Linked DNA regions of Sus scrofa: all the other regions are linked to region 1. A link is a contact called in public Hi-C and HiChIP or PLAC-seq data. All regions are on one chromosome and are shown on one strand. Each heading gives the region's core, a stretch centred on a gene start, on an enhancer-like site or on the middle of the called end of the contact. The rest is flanking DNA. Distances are from core to core; before and after follow the strand shown. Region 1 overlaps LOC110256827 (basic proline-rich protein-like). Region 2 overlaps INPP5A (type I inositol 1,4,5-trisphosphate 5-phosphatase). Region 3 has its middle 50 kb from the start of INPP5A. Region 4 has its middle 35 kb from the start of PWWP2B.

What was found. A called contact is a pair of places that touch in the nucleus more often than the background predicts. HiChIP or PLAC-seq counts read pairs in DNA pulled down with a chosen protein or histone mark.
Region 2: a Hi-C map of retroperitoneal adipose tissue shows a contact between it and region 1, with 1.7 times the contacts expected there. The contact joins two enhancer-like sites. A contact is called at or near these places in 3 of 47 Hi-C or Micro-C datasets (embryonic fibroblasts, retroperitoneal adipose tissue and subcutaneous adipose tissue) and 1 of 2 datasets of contacts at active chromatin or transcription factors (skeletal muscle).
Region 3: a Hi-C map of embryonic fibroblasts shows a contact between it and region 1, with 3 times the contacts expected there. The contact joins two enhancer-like sites. A contact is called at or near these places in 5 of 47 Hi-C or Micro-C datasets (embryonic fibroblasts, mesenteric adipose tissue, omental adipose tissue and 2 more) and 2 of 2 datasets of contacts at active chromatin or transcription factors (alveolar macrophages and skeletal muscle).
Region 4: an H3K27ac HiChIP or PLAC-seq map of alveolar macrophages shows a contact between it and region 1. The contact joins two enhancer-like sites.

Annotation. Positions count from the first base shown.
Region 1 is chr14:140,333,843-140,337,267 of Sscrofa11.1, forward strand. It overlaps LOC110256827 (basic proline-rich protein-like), which reads right to left. Exons shown (of 6, transcript XM_021073721.1): 2 at 3,107-3,141; 3 at 2,802-2,900; 4 at 1,626-2,344. Among named protein-coding and RNA genes, the nearest start is that of BNIP3, 36 kb to the right of the region's middle. Within about 2 kb of position 1,624, at least 73 of the 83 cell types and tissues checked have an H3K27ac peak or open chromatin away from gene starts, as enhancers often do. A contact at or near this core is called in alveolar macrophages, embryonic fibroblasts, retroperitoneal adipose tissue and 1 more, where this site is marked.
Region 2 is chr14:140,797,436-140,800,860 of Sscrofa11.1, forward strand. All of the region lies in intron 2 of INPP5A (type I inositol 1,4,5-trisphosphate 5-phosphatase), which reads left to right. Among named protein-coding and RNA genes, the nearest start is that of INPP5A, 62 kb to the left of the region's middle. Within about 2 kb of position 1,861, at least 35 of the 83 cell types and tissues checked have an H3K27ac peak or open chromatin away from gene starts, as enhancers often do. A contact at or near this core is called in retroperitoneal adipose tissue and skeletal muscle, where this site is marked.
Region 3 is chr14:140,685,108-140,688,532 of Sscrofa11.1, forward strand. No RefSeq gene overlaps it. Among named protein-coding and RNA genes, the nearest start is that of INPP5A, 50 kb to the right of the region's middle. Within about 2 kb of position 1,789, at least 24 of the 83 cell types and tissues checked have an H3K27ac peak or open chromatin away from gene starts, as enhancers often do. A contact at or near this core is called in embryonic fibroblasts and retroperitoneal adipose tissue, where this site is marked.
Region 4 is chr14:140,668,884-140,672,308 of Sscrofa11.1, forward strand. No RefSeq gene overlaps it. Among named protein-coding and RNA genes, the nearest start is that of PWWP2B, 35 kb to the left of the region's middle. Within about 2 kb of position 1,663, at least 9 of the 83 cell types and tissues checked have an H3K27ac peak or open chromatin away from gene starts, as enhancers often do. A contact at or near this core is called in alveolar macrophages, where this site is marked.

The DNA.
Region 1 (3,425 bases), core at 374-2,873:
AACATGCCTGCACATCTTTCGGTCAAGATGGATTCCAGAGCAAAGGGTTCTGGGATGGCGTCAGTTCTCGTGGCCTGGCGCCCCCTCCCTTTCTGACCCCTAGGGATCTCACTGCGCATGTGTAATGGTGGAGGTCTCCTTGACCCCGGGAGTGGTCGGCGTGGTCATCTTACCTCTTCCACTCCCACAGAGCTCAGCTCCCGCCATCACATTTCTCCTTGAAGTGTCAAAGAGAAGGCAGGCCCAGTTTACTCAGCCTGACAAGGCCCAGCCATTCTCAGCCCCGAGGCCCATCTACCTCCTGCCTCGGCGAGGCCAGGCCTCTGTAGGGGCTGCTGCGTCTGCAGCTCCCAGAGAAAGGCTGCTCCCCCCACCTCAAATGAGCCTGAATGTGCATGAGTTTCCTGTGGCTGCTGTAACAAACTCCCACAAACTTAGTGGCTTAAAACAACACAAAGGTGTCCTCTTACAAGTTCTGGAAGTCAGACGTCTCAGCTAGGTCTTACAGCCCTGCAAGCAAGGTGCTGGCAGGCCGGCTCTTCCTGGAAGCTCTGGGAAGCACCAGGCCTTGCTCTCTCGCCTGGGGCCACATCCCACCAACCTCCCCTCCTCCCTCCATGAAACGGCACAGCTGGTCTCAGGACTTAATGCAATGCAGGCTCTCTATGTCTCAGTGTGGAAGGAATTCAGCGAGAGGCAAAGCAATAGGTAAGGAATGGATTTACTGAGGGACAGACACACTCTGTAGACAGTGTGGGCCGTCTCAAAAGGCGAGAGCGGCCCTGCAAGAAACATGCCACAGACAGAACACAGGAGGGTTCATGAACAGAGAGTGGCTCCGGAATATGGGGTGGTGAGTTGTTAAGGGCTAGGTTAATTTTTGTGCCACTTTCTACAGCGAATGGAGTGCCTGGACCAGGGATCAAACCCGTGCCACCGCCGCCACCCAAGCTGCTGCAGGGACAATGCCCAGTCCTTAACCCACTGTGCCACAAGAGAACGCCTGGACTAGGTAATTTTATAGGCCAACAGGCGGGAGGATTATTGCAACTCTTTCAGGAAGGGGCTAGGGTGTTTCAGGAATAGGAAAACCGTCTACTTTTTGGTCTGTTATGGTCAAGTCTCAGAACTGTCTGGGACCTTGTGGCCATGTCATTTAGCATGCTGATGCATTACAATGAGCAAACAAGGAGACTCAAGGTTTACCGGAAGTCGAGTCTTAGACCCAGTTGGTTCTAACCAGTTTTTGCCATGTCCTTTAAAGGGTGTGCTCAGCCCTTTCGCTCCTGTTTCAGTATCACCGAAAGAAGTTATGATTTCAGACACATCAACGCCACAAATGAATAACCCCCCAACAGGCCCCAGGAAACGCGCTCACGAATGAAGGTACAATGGGCCACAGTATACCGCACAACCATTTCCTTAGAATGGTATAGGAGGAGCTCAAGAAACCCCTGAACTAGCGGTCTGGTAGACAACGGTGAGCTCTGCGCAGGTCGGCCGTCAAAGGTGGACACTGATCTCTGCAGTACAGCCAGGGGTAGCTGCCCACAGGTCTCAGGGCGGCGCGCCCCAGGTGCACACCTGCTCCGAAGCTCCGCCCTCCTGCCGCAGAGCACGCTCACCATTGGCTGCTCCACCAGAGGACCGCGAGCTCATTAGCCGAAGCCGCGGGGGACCCGCGGGCTGGGGTTCGGGGTCGGCTGGCGCCCTCCAAAACTGCGCAGAGAGGCGGCCGGGCCCCCAACAGATCTTCAGGGCAGCGCCAAGCCCCGGCTCACCCACAGCCACCGGTCCTCGGACGCCTGGCGGCCACGAAGCCTCCCTCCCCGGGGGGGCGGGGCGCAGCGCGGCTTGCGCAGGCTCAGTCGGCGCGTCCGCGCAGTCCCGCCCCCTCTCCCCGGGCCTTCGCCCCGCCCCTCTCGGCGCAGGAGGCTTCCCGGAGGCCCCGCCCCCGCCCCGGCGGCGGAAGTGGCGGAGGGGGATGACGTCATTGCGCGGGGTGCCGAGCGCTGGGCGCCATTTTGAAAAGGAAGAGGTAATCCCGCGGCGGCTGCTTGGCTGAGGTGTTCGCGGTGGCGGCGCGGCGGCCGCTTCCTTCTCCCGCCGCCGCCTCGGCGCCCGCCCGCCATGGCAGGTGAGGGGCCCGCGGGGGGCGAGGGGCGCGGGGCGGGCAAGGGGCTGGGGGCGCCGAGCGCGGGCCTGCTCCGACGCGCGCGCTGCGCCCGCAGGAGCGGGAGGCGGCGGCTGCCCGGCCGGCGGCGGGACTCGCAGTGGTGCTTCCCGCAGGTCAGAGGGCCGTGGACGAGGCCGTGGCCGCAGGGAAGGCCGCGCTCGGCGGCTCCTGGCCGGGGGCAGGTGCGCGGGGCGGGGGCCGGGGCAGGTGCGCGGGGCAGGTGCGCGGCGGCCCGCGGGTTACCTAAGGAGTCCACGGTCACGGAGCCTGCACGTCTCGGGTCTCCCGAATGGACTCTGGGTTCTTTCCTCTGCAAGTGGCTGCTTCCCGCGTTTAGTGGAACTATGGAAATAATTGCAGAAATTGGAGGCTCGGGGAACATGAAATTGAGGTACCTGCACACTGTCAGGAACGGGGCGGGCGGTCTCGGTTCTAGACCAGCTTCTCTCTCATCACCGGTTCTGCTCAGTTTCTGCTTTAAAAACAAGGTTGAACCCCTTGATCCTTGCGATTACTTTCTAAGGTTCTGAAGTTCCCCAATTTATCGTCAGACTTTTCTCCCTCCTCCAGGGATGTGCTTTAACGGTCCTGCTGCAGATCGCATTCCTGAGCTGTACGGCGTTACTGGGAGTCGGTGGTGCTTCCTGATGACGGTGTCGGGTGTCGGGCCGCGGGCGGGAAGCTGCGCTCCGCCTTCCCTGGTGCGCGGCGGACGCCGAGGCGGCTTTGGAGACTTGGGCGGTTTAGAGCGGAGAGGGACGCTCCTGCTCCTCTCTCTCCCTCCACGTTGTGAACCTTGAACCTTGCCTTAAAAGTGTTTGTCTTTACGTGAACGCGAGTGGCTGAGGCGCTGCGGTCGCGGGTCGCGTGCCCTTCCCCCACCTCGCCGCTTCCCACGGCCTTTGTCCTTCCCCTGTCCTTGCTCTGCACCGTCCCCGGCAGTGTGACACCTGGAAATCCTTGGCCTTGTGAGACGAACAGTGCCCGGAGTAAGCAGGCAAAACTGCCTGAAGAAACTTGTAAGGATGTAGATGATTTGAGATTGAATTGTTTCTTTTGCATTCATCTAAGGTCTTTTTTTTTTTTTCCCAGTTTGCTGTGCCAAAGGGCTTTTACTCAGTTTCTATTGGGAGCACAGCAGAATATGTTTATTTACAGGCGGGGAAGTGGGGCCCTCCATGCCTGGCTTAATTTCTAGTTTCTTTTCCTTTTGAGAAGAAGTATTAGTTGAAGTAATACAACTAAACGG
Region 2 (3,425 bases), core at 611-3,110, 460 kb after region 1:
TCCCGAAACTGCTGAGCGCCAAGGCCAGGGATTGAACCTGTATCCTCATGGGTCCTAGGCGGGTTCATTGACTACTGAGCCACGAAGGGAACTCCTGTAAACCGCAGCTGATGAATGGCTTGTATCTAGAATACATAAGGAATTCTCCAAAGTCAATACCAAGAAAGCAAAGAACCCAATTTACAAATGAGCGAGGGATTTGCTCACTTGGCCAGAGAAGACATGTGAGTGGTAAAGGAACACGTGAAACGGCGCTCGCGTCGCTGGTCTTTCTGGAGAAGCGAACTGAAACCACAGCGAGCTCTCAGTTCGTGTCTGTTCTACTGGATAAAATGATCCAAACCCACCCCTATCCTGGGCCCGGCGCCGGGCACGGCTCTGCACACCTGGGCCAGGGGCTGCGGCTGCCCAACCGGGGCTGCGCGGCGTCCCTGCCCTGATGTGGAGAGGTGGGCCCACCCCCCCGGGGCCCACGGACTTGGTGGCGCAGTGTGTCCGGGCTGCCCCCCGGCCCCCGCCGAGGTGGGGATTGAGGAGACTCCCGCTTGCACACGGGGCGTCGCGCCTCGGTCGTGCGTCCTGAGAGGTGGACTCAGTGCTTGTGCAGACAGCTCACACTGTGCCGGCCACGTGGGTGTGTGAACGTGTCAAGTGCACACGTGTGGGGATCGTCCGCCCGCAGGACCCAGTGACCTGCTTCGTGTTCCTTGCGTCCCACCCCTTGGGCCCGTCGCTGCTGCGTGGTGAGTGCTCGCGTGTGGCCCTGCTCGCCCGTGATGGGGTCACCGTCAAACCCGTTTCACAGACGAGGGAAGGGAGGCTTAAGGAGGTTCTGAGACCTGCCTGGGTTGCATGAGCAGGACGGCGGCCCGTCGCTGTGATGCCGAAGGCTGAGCCCCGGGCGACGCTGGGGGCCCTGGCACAGAGGACGGCGGAGGCAGGGGCAGCGGGGGGTATGGGAGCTGGGTCCCCTTGTTGGAAGGGGTTAGGTGGCCTCCCTGGCACAGGACCGTGAGGGGAGAGTGATGGCTGGACCAGCAGGAGGGGTGGGGCCCCAGCACCCTGGGGAGGACGGGGCTCAGTCAGGTGCCCAAGGACCCCCAGCGCTTGACGGCAGTGACGAGGTGGGATCTGGGAGTCTGTGCTCTTGGGTGAGCCTGGGCCGAGGCCGGAGGAGGAGACGGATGCTTCTGCCAACAGCTGGGTGGGCACAGAGCTCCGGAGGCTGTCGACATGGGGTCCTTTCCCTGTGGACTCGGGGGGCCCAGGAAGGGATGGCACTGGGGGCAGCTGAGGGCTGGGGACTTGGGGGAAGCCGCTGTGAGTAGAGCTTGGATGAGTGGTCCTCCTGCCTAGACGGGGCCAGGCAGACACGCTCACGGATGGCCTGGCAGCCCCTCTGCCCGCTGGGAGGTCACGGAAGCTCGTGGCACCCTGGGTGCTGGGCTACGAGGAGGAGGGCCTGCTGGCCACACACCTGCACCCCGTGCCCGGGTCGGCGGCTGCTGTGGGGCCTGGACCCGGGAGAGTGTCCACTCAGGGCCTGCAGGAGCTGAGTCTGGGCTTCCTCCTGGGGGCAGGCCCCCGGCCCCCGGCCCCCACCGTCCTGGCACGGCCCAGGCTGGAGGGCGGGCAGGCGTTGCTCGCGGGGGATCTCAAGGCATGGCTGGTAAATAGCAGTAATCTGTTTCTCTCAAGAAATTCCTTTGTCCCTTTTCGGCTCCTTATCTTGGCTATCAGGCTTCCACTGGTTTGTTTGCAGGATGGAATTCCTTTTTAGGTCACTCAGATGCGGCTCCTTGGAGAAGCCCGAACAAGGCCTGGCTGTTGCTATTTTTACTGCAGACTCTCGGCCGTGGGGGGACGGCTGTGCCTGGGCCGCACTGCTGGCTTCCTGGGAACTGCGAGCCCGGCACCTGCACAGTGTCAGGAAGGGGAGCTGCTTTGGGTTGGGCTGGATGGTGTGTGTGTGTGTGTGTGTGTGTGTGTGTGTGTTCATTCCCTAGACTCTTCCTTGCCAAATTTCTAATTCACTTTTTCCCAAAATATTTTTCTTGAGCTTTCCTGTGAAAGAATCCACGTATTTCTATCTGTCGCCTGCTCTTCCCTGAATTAGCAGACGCGCCTTTCTTGGGTAAGGAATTTGGGCCAAGCACATGTGTGCGTTGGGCAGTGACCTGTCCTAGGTGGGCGGGGTGCGCGGGCTGAGTTAGAGCCGCGGCCGCGCTCACGTGGCCTCCTGGGGGCCTGGAGCCCGCACCCGCCCAGGTCTTGCTTCACTGCGTTCCTTCCAACTGGATGGGACCCGAGCTCGTCGTGCCACACCCCAGGGGCTTTTCCTGTCCGTCCTCCGTGCCGTCAGCCCTGCTGGGGTCTCTGCCCGGCAGCCCCTTCCAGGAGGCCGGGGAAGGCCCGCCACTCTGCCTCAGCTGCCAAGAGGCTCTGGACGGAACCCCTGTGTGAGGTTCTAGGCACGTGTGACTGCAGGCCCCGTGCCCTGTGTCCCCCACGGCTGGTCTCTCGGCACCGGCCTGTGTGGCGGTGTCAAACCTTAGGGCCGGGCACAGTGACCGCCACGCAGGCTCGGAGGGAAGCGGACGCTCAGAGAGCCTGGGGCAGCAGGGCTTCTCCAGGAAGGGACAGAGCAGGGGTCCCAGCGGGTTGCTTCCAGCAGAGCCCCTGGCCGCACTGGCTATATGCTGGGGCCCAGTGGGGTGTCAGGGTCTGGGGGCTGGTCGCTCAATGCAGCATTGTTAAAACTCAGTGCATAAACAGACTTATGCAGTTGAGTAGGTTTACATGAAAACTACAAGCAGCAAATGCCTGTCTCATCTCTGACGAGCTCGGCACGGTTTCCTGTCCAGGTCCTTGTTCTTTGTGTCAGTAGGCAGGAAAGGCGACTGTGTCACCAAGCCTCTCCCCTACTCCGTGGTCACTGGTGTCACGTCGGGAGCTAGACGGGGCCACGTGGTGCACTCACGCCCAGGAAATGCGTGAAGGTGGCACTAGGGGTGAGCAGGCTGGGCCGTGCCGTCTCACTGCCCACTGGGGACACACCTGCCCCGGGGGTCCAGAAACTACCCAGAACACTGCCAGGCAGGGACCTGCATGGAGGGAGGGTGGGTTCGAGTCATCAGCCCAGTTCACCCGCCCTCCTCGCCGTCACGCGGTGCTGGCGGTGCCTCGCTGCCCCTGCTTCGGGGCTGTGGCTCCATCGGTGGGGGTTCCACACGCCCCAGGGAGTAGTCCACACGTCACTCGCTGGCAGAGGAAATCTTTTTTCTGTTGGCACAACTTTGCGACAGCGCGTCACCAGAAATCACCGTCTTCTAATGAGTGATTTTGAATTTCTCATCTTGCACAGTAATTAAGTCTGCTTTGAAGGAGGCCTCTCATTTGTATGAGTGGTAGGGTTTCAGATGCCC
Region 3 (3,425 bases), core at 539-3,038, 350 kb after region 1:
ACTGCCCGCTGGCCTGCCTGCCAGCCCCACCCGCTCCGACAGGGCAGGGGAGAGACGCTCACGTGCCTCAGAGGGACATTCCTGGGAGGCTGTCCAGGGGAGCCAGGCGCCCAGCGGAGGGCTGGACTTCGTGTGGCTTGGGGCTCGGGTGGAGGGGGTGCGGGCAGAGGGAGGCAGGCCCCGCCTGGTGCTCGTGTTGTGGAGACGTGGTTGGGAAGCTCGCCGGCAGCGGGGGAGAGGAGGGAGACAGGGATCCACTTGGGTGAACCGGGCACCAGCCTCGCCCAGGCGAGCTTGGCGCTGGCACCCTGTGGACAGTAGTGTCAAGGCCTGGGGGGCACAGGGAGCTGCGGCTGTTGGCAGAAACTGTGAGCCTGAGGGGGCCGCAGGGGGAGAAGCCCTGCAGGCCCCCAGACCCCTGGCCCAGGCACCTGTATTCCTGCAATACCCCCGGCGTGGCCCCTGAGCTGTCTGGTGTCTGGGAGCTGCCGTCAGAGCCCAGCTGAAGGAGCCACCTGGGCTCCAGCCCAGCCCTGGGGCCCTCTGCTGCCTGCTGAGCACCCAGCAACCTGGCCTGCAGTCTCTGGGAGTCCACACTGTACGGAGGTGTGGGGGCCTCTCCTGGCCATGCTGCAGAGGGCACAGCCGCTGCCAAGCACACAGCCCCCACATGCACAGGTAGTTGGGTGCCCACGCTGGCCCCGAGCCAGGCCCAGGCCCCTCAGCTTCTGGGGAAGGTGCTGGGCCAGCTCCCCGCCCATCAGACCTGGCCTCCAGGAGGCAGGGCTGACCCCCCATCCATGGGGAGTCGCTCCAGCTTGTGGGGGCCTCCCTGTTTCCAGCAGCCCTAGGACTGGCCCCAAGGCACAGCTGCGTGGAGTGCACGGTCCCTGGGCTCGGCTGGGGGGCCACGGGGGGAGGGGAAGCCAGAAATGTGAGGCTCCGCTTGGCCCCCTGAGCCGGGTAACAAGGGCTTCCTGCCTCGGGTTCCTCTCTGGGCCCAAGTGCGCGGAGGTCTCCGGAAGAGTGACGGCCCCGCGACCTGCAGAGCCCTGACCGCCTCTCAAAGCCCGGGAGTCTTTCACTGAGCCCTTTGGGGACAGTCACAGCCCCGGCCTGGGCAGTCACAGTCGAGGGCAGGGCCTCGGGCGGCAGGGGACCCGCGCCCCCTGGCGGTGCGCCTTTGAAGCCGCAGGGCAGCTTCACCACGGGGCCGTGCTGCCACCTGCAGAAGCTTTCAGCATCCGCCAGGGTGGCCGCTGCCACGGGGCCGAGCCGGCGAGGGGGGCTGGCGGTGTGGGGGTGCGGCTGTAAACTGGGTGGAGAGGCTGGGGACACAGCCACCCCCTCCTGAAGGGAGCCTTTAGAAAGTGAAAAGCCCTCAGGTACCCATTTGCGAAATCCGGGCGGAGGCACCGGGCAGGTGGGCCTCTGGGCTGGGCTTCCGGGTGCGGGGGGCGGGGGCGGGGTTAGGGTTGGGGGCGGGGACGAGGGCTGGGGTCGCTGGACCGCAGGCCGGAGGTTGAGCCCCCGCCACCCTTAAAACCCGGACTTCCAGACTTTTGAAAACCACCTGTTTCTCAATTCAAACATTGTCACAAGATCTTTGAACAATTGTTTCCTCTTACCAACTGAGTACCTTCCAACCTCCTAAATTGCGTTTATTGGCTTAACTCACTTGGCTCCGTAAGTACAGCAAACGCACCCTCGCTGTGTGTACGGTGACTCCCACCGACCTAAAGCAGCCGTTACAAGAGGATTCTCAGTAAAGGCTGAGCTCCTGCGTGACTCACGGATTAAAATGAGCGCCCGCTGGAGATGTTTACTCCGGAATCCAGGGAGAGCCAGGCAGCTGCTATAAGCAGCTCCGAGAGAACGTGCCAGACAGACACACAGGGAGGTCGCTGATCCTGGAATCAGTGGGGAAAACCTGGTTTCTGCGTGGGGTGGGGGGACGCTGCACCCCTCCCGTCTAACGGAGCTGAGCCGACACTGACTGCTGACCGTCGGCGCAGGTGCCCTCCCCTCCCCCACAACGCTCGGGTTTCCACCGAAACACACGTGTTTGGTTTGACTTACAAGTGTGAGCACGGCAAAGGGTACATCACTTGGTATTCCTGTTGTTTTCTTTTTTTCTTTTTTCTTTTTAGGGCCGCACCCGTGGCGTGCGGACGTTCCCAGGCTGGGGTCGCATGGGAGCTACAGCTGCCGGCCTGCACCACAGCCACAGCCGCATCTGCGACCTACACCGCAGCTCCGGGCAACGCCGAATCCTTCACCCACGGCGCGAGGCCAGGGATGGAACCTGCGTCCTCAAGGATCCTAGTCGGGGGCTTAACCCACTGACTCCTCCCTTAGTATTCTTTCAGCATCTCCAGGCCTGGAGGTTGACTCTGTTACACGGTTGGCAGACACGATGAAGCTGGTGCTCCGGCCGCAGAAGAGACCAAGTGGGCACAAGCACATTCAAAATAGTCCCCAAAATAGTCCCAGTAACGTGGGCTGGACTCTGACTTCCCGCCTATTCCTGTGCTAAATTCCAAGTGGTCCTGGGCAGGACAGGTGACCTCCACGGGCCCAGCCTTGGGCTCGTGGGCCGAGACCCTGGCTGCAGAAGCCCAGCTCACCTTTCCAGCTGCTAAGAGGAGCCCGGCCCGGGCCTGGCCACCCTGCCTCCCGGAGGCGCCGGCTGATGATGACAGCGCTCCCGAAGACATGTCTGGGGGGTGAAGGCTGCTGAGGGTCCAAGGGCCAGGCTGCATCCCGGCGGGTCGGGGGGGGGCACTGCAGAGCTGGGTGGAGCTGGGAGAGTTGGGGTATGGGCCTGCCCCAGGGTCCCTTCTCTCCTTCCCCCTGGAGACCTTCTTCCTCGTGGGAGGGTGCTCCTGGCCGGCCCCAGGCGCAGACACACGCCCACAGGCACTTGGAGGAAGCCGGCCCCCCAGGCTCACGGTCAGCTTCCACGGAACGTCCTGGGACCGGGGCCCAAGGCCCCAGCCTGCGGCTCCTCTGGGCAGCCACCCCACCCTCAGGCACCCCAAGGCAGGGCACAATGTGAGTGTGTGGCTCTGTCCTGGCCGTGCAGCAGCTGCTGCGCCTGATAGGAACTGGACGGAGCCACGCCTGCAGGGGGCACTTCCTGGGGCTGCCTTTCCCTGTCCTCACAGCCAGGAGGAGCCTGTCCCTTAACCGTCCTCGGGAACAGGGCCGTGGTGCGGGAAACGGGGCGGGTGCAGCCGGGTGGCCTCTGTTTGCAGAGGAGCCTGCGGATGTGGCTCTGACCCTGGGGCAGCCCCTCCCGCAGAGACACCTGTTGGGCATCACTGGAGAGGGGCCGTCAGGGAGCTCCCCCCCTTCCCACCTCCTCTGGGGCTCCCTCCCCAGCCTCCCTTCTCCCCGCCGTCCAGCAGGAGGCCTTGACGTGG
Region 4 (3,425 bases), core at 413-2,912, 340 kb after region 1:
GGAGGTCACAGGCCGAGTGGGCAGGGGAAAGGTGGCCCCCCCAGCCCAGGCCTGAAAGCAGGGCCCCATCATGCCTTGTCCTGAGGCCTCCCAGGTGCAGGCGGTGGTGAGAGGGGAGCCTCAGCCAGAACCGCGGGGGCCGCTGAGGCCCATGAAGTGCCCGGAGGTGCTGTGGTCCCTGCTCCCCTCCACGCTCCCGGAGAAGTGCCACCTCCTCGGGACGGGCACAGAGCAGGGGGGCAGGCAGCCCGTCCTCAGGCCCAGCCCTGGGCAGCAGAGAGCTGACCTCCAAGGCCAGGGAGCAGCCCGGGGGCCAGGACTGGGGTGCACAGTGATGGTGGCCTGGGGAGGACCTTTGTGCAGCAGCAGAGGTGGCCACCCCCTGTGCCCACGCCCAGGAAGAAGGGGGCTGCAGTGTGGAGAGCGACAGGAGGGGAGAGGGCCGGCGAGGGGCAGCCCCCAGGGACGGTCCCTCAGGCAGCCCCTCCTCCCGCCGGGCCCCCCTCTGTGGCGGGGGCTCCCGCACCCTGTGCCCGCCCTCCCCCACTCTGCTCCCCGCCGTGGGGCGCAGTCCCGCAGGGACCCAACAGGGAGATTTTCCTCTTCGCTAATTGGAATCTGTCTGCCTTAGAGGCACATGAAAATTAAAACTGCAGGATTTAGTTCTCATCTTAAAGAAACCCGTTTCGCCCTTTGAGCTGATATTGGATGAGGACAAACAGGATGTCAGCCTGCACCCGACGGCAACGAAGGGCTCTGGGGCCGCCGGCGCTCAGCAGAGCCTCCACCCCAGGGGGCCTCCGCCCCGCACCCAGTGACCCGGTGCACGAGCCCTGGAGCAGGGCGCTCAGACCTCCTGCCGAAGCCTTTCTGGACCCGCCACCCCTACTCCCACCGCCAGCCCAGGAGCTCAGGCTTCTGTCCGGGGAATGCGGGGGGCCCCTTTCACCACGGGATCCTTCTCGGCTCTGAGTCAGCAAAACCGCAGCCCAACCATGGCTTTGACCTGGAGACTGGCCTTGGTGACGATTAATGCGGTGCCTTGGACACCGGGTTGGCACCCGAGCCACAAAGCCGGGGCACAGTGGGCCTATGGGCCTCCAGGGTGGGGGCTGGTGTTGCCCGGGGACAGAGCGAGTGGGTGCAGGGCCCCGTCTGGGGCTGGGGCTGTGGGCGCAGTGCGCAAATTGGCAGGGTGTCCGGGTCCTTCCCTGGCTCGAGGGTAGCCCCCGTGGGGGGCAGCCAGGACTCAGCAGTGCGACCCTCTGGAGCCTTGGCTGCTGCCATGGTGAAGGTCCCAAGTCAGCCAGGCTGGGCCTCGGGGCCAGCTGTGTAGATGGACGGCCGTCCAGGGGGCTGCGGAGGGCTTTTGGACGCGTTGCAAGGGCTGCCGTCGGGCACCCCTGAGGGAGGCGAGGGCCCTCCATGGATAAATACAGGCCCTATTTCTCCTTTTCATTCCAGGGTGCATGGGCCCTCAGGCCTGTGGCTCCCTGCCCCCAGTGCAGCCCCGACACCAGCTGAGTGTCTTTTGTGACTCAGTTCAACTCCGACAGCAGCCAGTTGGCCCAGCCCCGCACGTGAGGGCTGCACCCTACGAGACCGTCCCCACTTCAGATGCCCCGTCACACATTCCCAGGTGACACACAAGTGCTGCTGCCCCAGCTACCAATTCAGAGCTCCCTGGTCAGGACTTAGTCATTTGCTGGTCAGGATTTAGTCATTCGCAGGCCCCAGGCCGGCTCGTTGAATAATAAGTGTGTAGAGGAACTGCCAGCGGAAGAGCCGGCAGGGTGGGGTCTGCAGGGCGCGGGGGGTGCCCCCCTCCCAGCACAGGGGTGGGGGTCTCCCAAACCCAAGCCTCTGAGATGGTTGCGGGGAACTGGTCATGAAGCCAGTGTCAGCGCCCCCAAACCCCCATCTCCCAGAGAGTGGGGCCGAGGATGAAAGTTTCAGCTCCCAGGCACAGCCTGGTCCCCCTGGGACCAGCCCGACCCGAGAGCCACGCAGAGTCACCTCGTTGGAACAAGACACCGCCAGCCCCCAGGAAATTCCAAGGGATTACCACGCGCAGTGTCAGGAACCAGGCCGAGGCCACTACCTGTGGTTTGTTTCTCAGGCCCTCGAGCCCGGGGTGAGCGTCATGCAACCAGTCACAGGATGTAAGAGAAAAGGGCTGAGCTTCCCTGTGGAAGAGGGAATTCTGCCTCAGACGTCAGCTGGCCCCGTGTCTGCCTGCTGCCTGCGGCCCCGCAGACTTCAGACTTGCCACCCGCCGAGATAACCCGGGCACGCGCGAGCGCAGCCCACTCGGGATCCTTCTCAGGAGGTTCCTGACCAGTGGGACAGTGATGCTGGGGGCGGGGCACCCCCTGCTGGGATGTGGGCGGAGCCCAGGGGCACCCCAGCACACCCCTCTGTGCTGCCCCCAACCCCTGGGGTCCTTCTCTGTCTGCAATAAGGCTCGGCGTTGGGGTGGCCAGGGAGGGGCGAAGGGGGAGGGGTGCCAGATGAAGTACAGGTCCGCGGTTAAATGCGAATTTCAGATTAAACAGTGAATGAGGCAGATTTATACGAAAATTCTTCACCTTGACCAAAAATTCCAAGTTCATCTTGCTTTCACTTGGAGTTTTGTTTTTTTTTTTTTTTTTTTTTTTTTGCCATTTCTTGGGCCGCTCTCGCGGCATATGGAGATTCCCAGGCTAGGGGTCCAATCGGAGCTGTAGCCATCGGCCTACACCAGAGCCACAGCAACGCGGGATCCGAGCCGCGTCTGCGACCTACACCACAGCTCACGGCAACGCCGGATCCTTAACCCACTGAGCAAGGGCAGGGACCGAACCCGCAACCTCATGATTACTAGCTGGGTTCGTAACCGCTGAGCCTCAAGGGGAACTCCAGCTGGGACCTTTTCAAAACTACTGTCACAACCATGTACACGGGGACCGCTGCGCCTCTGCCAGCAGGGTGGGTGCAGGGAGGGCCACTGCTTTGCGGCAGGGACAGTCAGTGGCCTGGGGAGTGACTCTGCTGAGTCTGGCTGCCAGGAACGGCAGGAGCCTGGTTCCCGTGAATCTCTGCGTGACCTGCTGGATCCGTAGCTGTTCCCTCATTGTCCCGGGATGTGCAGCGTTCACAGGACACGAGCTCCAGCCAAGAGGCCCCCTGGCGCTCACGGGGAAGTGGAGGCGGGGGGGGGGGGGACACCCACCAGAGCCGCACCTTCCACTGGAGCTTCGTGAAACAGAAGTGTTCGCCCCTCGAGGGGCTCTCTGGGGTTCGAGTGCTGCTGGACACCCCGGGGGACACCCACCTGAGACCTCTGGTGCCCACCCCCCACCACCCGCAGGCCCCGCGTCCAGGCCCCCCTGACGACAGAGAGCAGCAGGAACCTGACCGCAGGCGGCCTCCAGACCCCTCCAGCC